Regions from separate parts of the Mus musculus genome. Here region 1 is linked to region 2. The links are chromatin contacts, called in public promoter capture Hi-C maps. All regions are on one chromosome and are shown on one strand. Each heading gives the region's core, a stretch centred on a gene start, on an enhancer-like site or on the middle of the called end of the contact. The rest is flanking DNA. Distances are from core to core; before and after follow the strand shown. Region 1 has its middle 53 kb from the start of Trim52. Region 2 holds the start of 4930449E01Rik (RIKEN cDNA 4930449E01 gene).

Region 1 (4,273 bases), core at 950-3,449, 550 kb after region 2:
CAAATAAACAACAAATCTAAAAGTTCCATGTGGCTAATCTATGCCTCACAGAGGAAGCTGTTTGCCAAAAGAGAGGATGGAGTCCATGCTCTAGATGAAGTGTGGGTAGGAATTTGGGAAGACAAATGTCTTGATCAACTCGGAGTGTGTTCACACAGATTTGTAACTAGGCTGGTCATTTGACTTACCAAAAGAATCTCCTTCTGACTAAAGATAGTTTGGGTTGTGACTTTGTTTGGGTTTTACTGCTATGAACAGACAGCATCACCATGTCAAGTCTTATAAAGGACGATATTTAATTGGGGCTGACTTACAGGCTCAGAGTTACAGTCCAGTATCATCAAGGCAGGAGCATGGCAGCTTCTAGATAGGTATAAAGCAAGAGGAGCTGACATTTTTACATGTTTATCTGAAGGCTGCTAGTAGATACTAGCTTCCAGGCAGCTAGAATGAGGGTCTTAATGCCCACACCCACAGTGACACACCTACTCCAACAGGGCCACACCTTCTCATAGTGCCAATTCCTGGGCTGAGCATATACAAACCATCACAGGTTGAGTTCTTTTCCTTTACAAACCAAGGATTCTGTTCATGGGAACTGGCATTTGGTAAATGTGTGTATACTTGGTATTGATACACCGAGCAAAAAGGTTTCCATGCCCTAACAAGATATTCCCTAACAGAGTGCCTGAAATATGGTCATCAGCACAGTGACAAGAAGATGAAGAAGATAAAGGAGATGGAAGAACATAGGAGAAAAATGCTAACAATTGAGTTGACATTTACTGTTTTTCTAATTCCTACCAAATATTCTCTTCCTTCAATGTGTTACTCATATGAATGCATGCATCCTTTCAACACTCCTCCCTTTGAGGTGTGTCTTATTTAAATTTTATATTTATAAGTGATAAAATTGACAGTGCAGGTAAATAATGAGCTCAAGGCTACACGACAGGTAAGTGATAAAGGTTGTGTTATGTTAGCTTGTGGGGGGAATCTAAAGACATAGCTGTTGATAGAAACATGAGACCCATGTAAACAATTATACTGTCACAGAAAAAAATGTGACATTAAATCCTTGAATCTCTGAAAGATCATATTATCCTCATTTCCTAATGTGGAAATTGAAGCTTAGAGCATTCAATGAGTATATTTAAGCTATCACAATTATTAAAGATTGTACAGCTGAGCTTCATATTCAACTTTAATCTAAAGTGTCTTTGTGGTGGTTTGAATATGCTTGAACCAGGGAGCAGTATTTTTAGGAGGAATAGCCTTGTTAGAGTAGGTGTGGCTTTGTTGGAGGAAGTTTGTCATTGTGGGAGTGGGCTTTGAGACCCTCCTCCTAGCTGCCTAGAAGACAGTCTTCTATCTTCTGAACAAGATGTAGAACTCTCAGTTCTCCCTGCCCCATACCTGCCTGGATGCTGCCATGTTCCCACCTTGATGATAATGGACTGAATCTATGAACCTGTAAGCCAGCCCCAATGAAATGTTGTTCTTTATAAGAGTTGCCTGTCATGGTGTCTGTTCACAGCAGTAAAAATCTAATGAAGACAGAGTCCTTGAGGAGTTTTGTTTATGGTCAACAGCGTTCTATGCATTCTTTGAGACTGTAAAAACTTGAGGTAATTCATCTGGTTTTGGACCCCTCATCCCTTCTTCTAAGTTTTTCATATGGCTTGTCTTGACTTTGTGTCACTAACATACAGGAATATTAGAACATTTAAATGAATCATTGCTACTTCTTTTTTCTTCGCCATTTGCAGTATCTTTATCAAAATGACAGCTCTCAAGTATGCTGCTGCTTCCCACTTTGTAATATGACCATCAAAGTCCCACTAGAGTATTTTGAAATTGTTATTCTTTTGCCCAATACGTGGAAGCCTTAAATAATTTCTGACTAAGGGAGAGATTACAATGCTGCTGGAAACTACCATGCATTCCAAAAGAATCTCTTACTTCCATGTCCCCATCACGTCTTTTGATTCTGAGGACATAAATCTACACAACAAAGAGAGCCACCTGGAGAAGAAATCAGTGGAGTGGCTGTAGCTGTTTATTCTGCCAGTCTTGCAAGCTGCTGTTTGTCTCCCTGACTCTGTTTTTTTTTTTTTTTTTGAGAGATCTATGTGGTCAAAGGATCAAGAATGCATCTGCACTGCTGTCTTATTTCAGCCACCCTATGATTCATTTTTCCCCGAGTTTTGGGTGTTGCTTTGTGCTGATTTCAAATGAGTTCATTAGGTTATGTAGTGCATTCTAACACTGCAGTATTTTTTGAACACAAAAAGCTGTTGTCTGCAGCAGATACTTTATTCCCAATATAATATGTAAATGGTATTTATTTTTGGCTTCCATTAAGAATGCTATTATAAATTACAGCTTGCATTTCTGATTCTTTTCCCCAAATAAATCAGTGTACTGTTTCCAAAGCTTACATCATATGACCCTGACATTTGAATCACTGCAAAAATGTGTCTTGGAAATATTTCCATGTCTGTTCGGTCAAAGTTTCATAACTCCTATATGAGCAATCACTCACTTCTTTATATCTCTTCCTGTTTGTATCTCTACATTTTTTAAGGCTTTGTGTTCCATTCTGTCATATCAAATGTGGGAAATGAGTGAACCTTCGTCAACATGCTGAAGTTTAGAGTATTGTCATTCCTGACTATGTGAGGATACTTTTCTTCCTACTCAGGGTCTCTTGGGAAGTGAATAGGTACCAGATAGCAGTCGAAGTGAAGCTTCCCCTCTTCATCTATTTTATTATTATACTTTGCTCCTCTCTAATTTATATGCATTGATTTTTCTTTGTTTTAGATTTCCTACTAATTTCAGATTCATACATCCCGATTTCGCATATTTTGCTCCTCTTTTCTTTTTGCCCTATTTTTCTTTTTAAACTATTTTTATTGATTCTCTGAGACTATTGTCCAGTAGGCTTTGACCATGTTCACCACAAATCCTTTCTTTTAACTTCTCTGAGATCTACACTCAATGCCCCTTCTTCACTCAAATTCAAGTTCCCTTTTTTCTTTTTTTCTAATTTAATAATTCCCTATCACCAATTTGTGTTGTTCATGAATTTATGGATATGGGGCCAACCACTGGAAAATGGTCAACCTATCAGGAGCCATATCCTTAAAGAAAATTGACTTTCCCTCCTCCAAAAGCTGTCATCCTTAGCTTCTAATTTAGGAGTGATTCACAAACCTTTTCCAAATCCATACTAGAATGTTGACTGGCTTGATCCTTAGTGAATCTCTTGCAGGCATCCACAGGTGCTGTGAGGTCATGAGAGCAAGTTTGGTTATATGCAGAAGATACTGTTTTACCTCAGTCCTTCCAGACCTCTGTGTCTTAAAATCTGCTTGTACCCTCTCTGTCATTTTTCCTGAGCCTTGGGAAGGGGATCTGATATTACAAAGGCCAGAGGAGGATATCGTAGGGTGTCCCCGTCTAGCATTTTCAGTCCATCCTCATTCCCTTGAAATGAGGTCTCTCAATGGACCTGGTGCTAAGGTGGTGGCCAGCAGGTCCCATTGTCCTACCTGACTTGGCCTAGAGTTGCAGGTGTATGTAGCTACTCTTAGATTTTATGCAAGTGTTGGGATTAGAACTCAGCTCTTCATGATTGCACGTTATTTCAGAAGCATTTTCTTAACTGGGGTACTCTCCTCTCAGATCACTTTAACTTGTGTCAAGTTGACATATAACTATTCAGTACACTGGGTGTAGTAGTTTTGTGTGGCATCTAGGGTCTCTTAAGAGTCCATAGAATATCTGTCTGTTCCCTTTGTGCTTTTAGAGTACCATCAAGAAGCAAGTCCTATTATAAAAGATCTGTCTGTGTTACTTTGTCTTTTCCCTTGCAGGTTCTAACAGTATCCCTTTGTTCTATCCATTTAGTGTTTTAGTTATTATATGCTGAGGGTCATTTCTTTTCTGGCCCAGTCTTTCTGTTCTTCATGCTTCTTGTCCTTGTGCATTCATCCATTGGTAGGCTTTCCACACTAAACCTCAGCAGAAATATTCAGAGTTCAACGAGAGCATCTTCTCCTCTAGTTTTCTTCCTATGATCTTTTGAAAACATTTTATGTACCTTTGACTTCTCATTTCTATATTTCTATTATTCTTAGAATTGATCTTTTCATAGTATCCCAGGGTTCTTGGTACAAAGTGTTCTTAGGTATTGGAAGCTGATGCTGAGGAATGAGATGGGCTTGGAGAGGAAGACTGGGGGTCCACAGAAAAGAAGAAAGCAAGG
Region 2 (3,841 bases), core at 974-3,473:
CTGGCTTACAGGTTCAGAGGTTCAGTCCATTATCATCAAGGTGGGAGCATGGCAGTATCCAGGCAGGCATGGTGCAGGAGGAGCTGAGAGTTCTGTCTTCATCCAAAGGCTGCTAGTGGAAGACTGACTTCCAGGCAACTAGGGTGAGGGTCTTATACCCACACCCGCAGTGACACACCCATTCCAACCAGGTCACACTTATTCCAACAAGGCCACACCTTCAGATGGTGCCACTCCCTGGTCCAAGGATATACAAACCATCACATTCCACTCCCTGGTCCCCATAGACTTTTTCTTTTTTTAATATAATTTTTATTAGGTATTTTCCTCATTTACATTTCCAATGCTATCCCAAAAGTCCCCCATACCCTCCCTCCCACTCCCCTACCCACCCACTCCCACTTTTTGGCCTTGGCGTTCCCCTGTACTGGGGCATATAAAGTTTGCATGTCCAATGGGCCTCTCTTTCCAGTGATGGCCGACTAGGCCATCTTTTGATACATATGCAGCTAGAGTCAAGAGCTCCGGGGTACTGGTTAATTCATAATGTTGTTCTACCTATAGGGTTGCAGATCCCTTTAGCTCCTTGGTTACTTTCTCTAGCTCCTCCATTGGGGGCCCTGTGATCCATCCAATAGCTGACTGTGAGCATCCACTTCTGTGTTTGCTATGGGTGTTCTGCCTGCATGTATGCACCACATACGTGCCTGGTGCTCTTGGAGACCAGAAGAGGCTGTCAGACCTCACATGAGAGATCCTGAGAATTGAACCCCGGTGCCCTAGATATGCAACCAGTGCTCTTAACTGCTGAGTCATTTCTTTAGCCACAGCATTGTGTGTGTGTATGTGTGTATGTGTGTGTATGTATATGTATGTGTGTATATAGATATATGTATGCATTTATATATACATACATAAATATGCATATATAAAAACTTTTTTCCTTGTGTATAGTCATGATACGTGGTCATGTGTTACATAAAGCTATTTTCATACAAGTATATAAGCATACTTTGATCACCTTGCCCCCTATGCCCTCCCTATCTCTTTTGCCCTCCCCCCTTTCTATTATTCCTCTTATTCTCCTAGGCTATTTCTCTTCTATTTTTATGTCATATGCATACATTATTTTACATATCCATATATATGTTAGGAATCACAAGGGAAGGAAAACATATTTGTCATTCTTTGAATGACAAAATTTGTTTAATATGGTTATGCCCATTTGTGTTCATTTTTATGAAAATGACATAATCTTATATTTATGCAGTCACGTGAAGGAAAATTTAAGAAATCCTAGACCATGCTGAGAAGGAGAATCTTATATTTTTAAGGAGAGAACCACTTATATGTGAAGAAAAAAAAAATAAGAGGAATGGGAGGATTCTATGGCAGCTTCTCTCTCACTACCATGGGAAGAAAACAGATAAAATTAAATTAACCCTCGGGACTCCATGCTCTCGGGGGGGGGGGGGGTTTCTTGGGACCTTGCAAAAAGGATGGAGCATATGGTAGGAAGTACCCCTGTGACAACATGGGCTCAAATGAAATTTCAAGGATCATAAATCCTCCTGTTTCTTCTCATAATTTGATGAACAGCTGGTACCAGGAAGTATAACATTCCTCGAGTTATATTCGTGCCTGCATTTCTTTTTTTAAAAGTATCTTTAAAAAAAAAAAGCATCCGGGTTTGGCTCCTGGAAAAAGGAACATGGAACCACTCCAGGATGATCACTAATCTGCTTCAGGAAGGCAGCCTTCCCACCTCGGGGGACATTCACAATGGTCTGCTGTAGTGATCTGTCATAGCATATGGAGGGGGGGGGAGTGGAACATGAGATTGCACAACAGAGGAATATGCATAATTTGGAACTGTGGTTTAAGAAAAAAGGAAAAGAAGGAAGGGAGGATCCCATATTGTCTGTCTACATAGCCAAGAAGAGGCCAAGTGATAAATTCTATGCCCATCTTGAGGGCATAGACTGGGAAACTAGTGGAGAGAGTAAATCACTGGTTTTGGAAATGTACCAAGTTAAATATCCTTTCTGCGTTATCCTTTAAAGAATTAGTTGAAGACAATGGGACTCCAGAGAGCAGCGCTCCCCTAAGTGTGCAGTGCCTGCTCACATACCATAGGTAGTACAGAGACCCTTCCCCCCCCCCTCCCCGGTAAGACAGGAGATGGAGTGTGAACAGATCCCCCACGTCTCTCCTGTGCGGGATGACGAATGCTATATCCTTTCCAGGCTGGTCTTCACTCATCTGCTCTACCTACTGCTTTCTGCTTTGGGAATGCTGAGTGACTTTACCCTGTAGAACCTGGGCCCATCTGAAAGAGGAAGGGATGAAGGCCAGCTGGGTTGGCTGGCTGAATGAGTGTGTTGCATGGATGGATCGTTGTTCACATGCCTCAACACTTTCTGCGACTGGTCAGCTTGGTAGCATTCATTCTAGCAGTGGTCAGTCTGCTCCTCTCCTTGAAGCAGAATGGGAGAGTGTGGAGGAAGGCAGGAGCAGGTAAGGTGGGCAGAGAAGACAGAATGAGAGGGAGAGAGAGAGAGAGAGAGAGAGAGAGAGAGAGAGAGAGAGAGAGAGAGGAGTTGCAGATCTGTATTTAAATCCGACTATTGCCCAAATAGTCTGCGTTTACCTGATATGCCTATTGTTTATGTTCTGCTTTTGCTTTGAACATTTAAAAAGGAACCAAACAGAAGCTGTACATTTTAAAGCAATGTTCAGGCTAGCAGGTGTTAAGAAATGCAAAGCGGGGAAACCGTTGCAACGCGACGAAATAGTCAGCATTACTTGCCCCCCACCGCCCCGCCCCCAAGCCTCTCAAGGTAAGATGGCTCTACTGTCAGCTCAGCTGCAGCCAAGACAAAAAGGCCTGGCTAACTGAAGGGACAGAGACAAGACAGGCAACCTCCTTTTAACATCTCAGGGGAAAGAGCTCACTCAGGAAGCAGAATCTCATGGCTCCGGAACAGCAATGGCATTGTGCCAGCAGACAACAGGAAGTGAGCACAAACAGACCCCTCCTCAACATAAACGCGCACAGACTTAACCTATGGCCGGACTTCTGCCCTTGAGTGACCAGAGCCATTAGGATGCAGGTCAAAAGGTTGTCGTGTGACAGAAAATGGAGCCTTATTGAATGAAGGAGAACTAAAAAAATTCTTTTGTTTGCTTCACTCTGGGGTTTGTATAGCTACTGTGATGTCATAATGGAGTCCAGAGTGGGAAAAAGAAACCCCTGATTTATCACAGCCGGAGACAGGCCGTCGGAAACTCAGTTAAACCCTGAAGGGGAAAGACAGGCACAAGAAGGAACCACACAAAAGTCAGCGTCTTCTCCGACGGGGGTGTACACAGTTATCTTTCTGAACATCAGAAGCTGAGAGAGAGACCACCAGAAAATTCCTGCTTTATCTATGAGGGCGGAAAGACAGATAGACGCTTTCCTGACCCACTGGCTTTTCTTCCCTAGACTCCAAGGTGTCTTCATCATAGTGGGCTAGGAGGGAAAGAAAAATGTGATTCCTAAATCTATACAACCGGGGAGTGTATTACATGATAGCATAGGAAAAATTCACACACACACACACTCACTCACATACAAACATACACACTCACACTCACACACACACACACACACACACACACACACATACAAACATACACACTCACACTCACACAAACACACACACACACACACACACTCACTCACATACAAACATACACACTCACACACACACAAACACACACACACACACGTATGCATACTTAAGCAGCTCTATACAGACCATGTATAAAAAGATGTGGAGATATGGCATGCCAGATA

What was found. Promoter capture Hi-C pulls out the DNA fragments that hold promoters and counts their contacts.
Region 1: a contact with region 2 is called in a promoter capture Hi-C map of embryonic stem cells, with 4 times the contacts expected there. The contact joins the enhancer-like site here to the promoter of 4930449E01Rik in region 2. A contact is called at or near these places in 6 of 39 promoter capture datasets (the 3T3-L1 cell line, embryonic stem cells, hippocampal neurons and 2 more) and 2 of 115 datasets of contacts at active chromatin or transcription factors (embryonic stem cells and fibro-adipogenic progenitors).

Annotation. Positions count from the first base shown.
Region 1 is chr14:106,050,877-106,055,149 of GRCm38.p6, forward strand. No RefSeq gene overlaps it. Among named protein-coding and RNA genes, the nearest start is that of Trim52, 53 kb to the right of the region's middle. Within about 2 kb of position 2,200, at least 31 of the 459 cell types and tissues checked have an H3K27ac peak or open chromatin away from gene starts, as enhancers often do. A contact at or near this core is called in fibro-adipogenic progenitors, where this site is marked.
Region 2 is chr14:105,496,565-105,500,405 of GRCm38.p6, forward strand. 4930449E01Rik (RIKEN cDNA 4930449E01 gene) reads left to right here and starts at 2,224. Exons shown (of 3, transcript NR_045921.1): 1 at 2,224-2,517.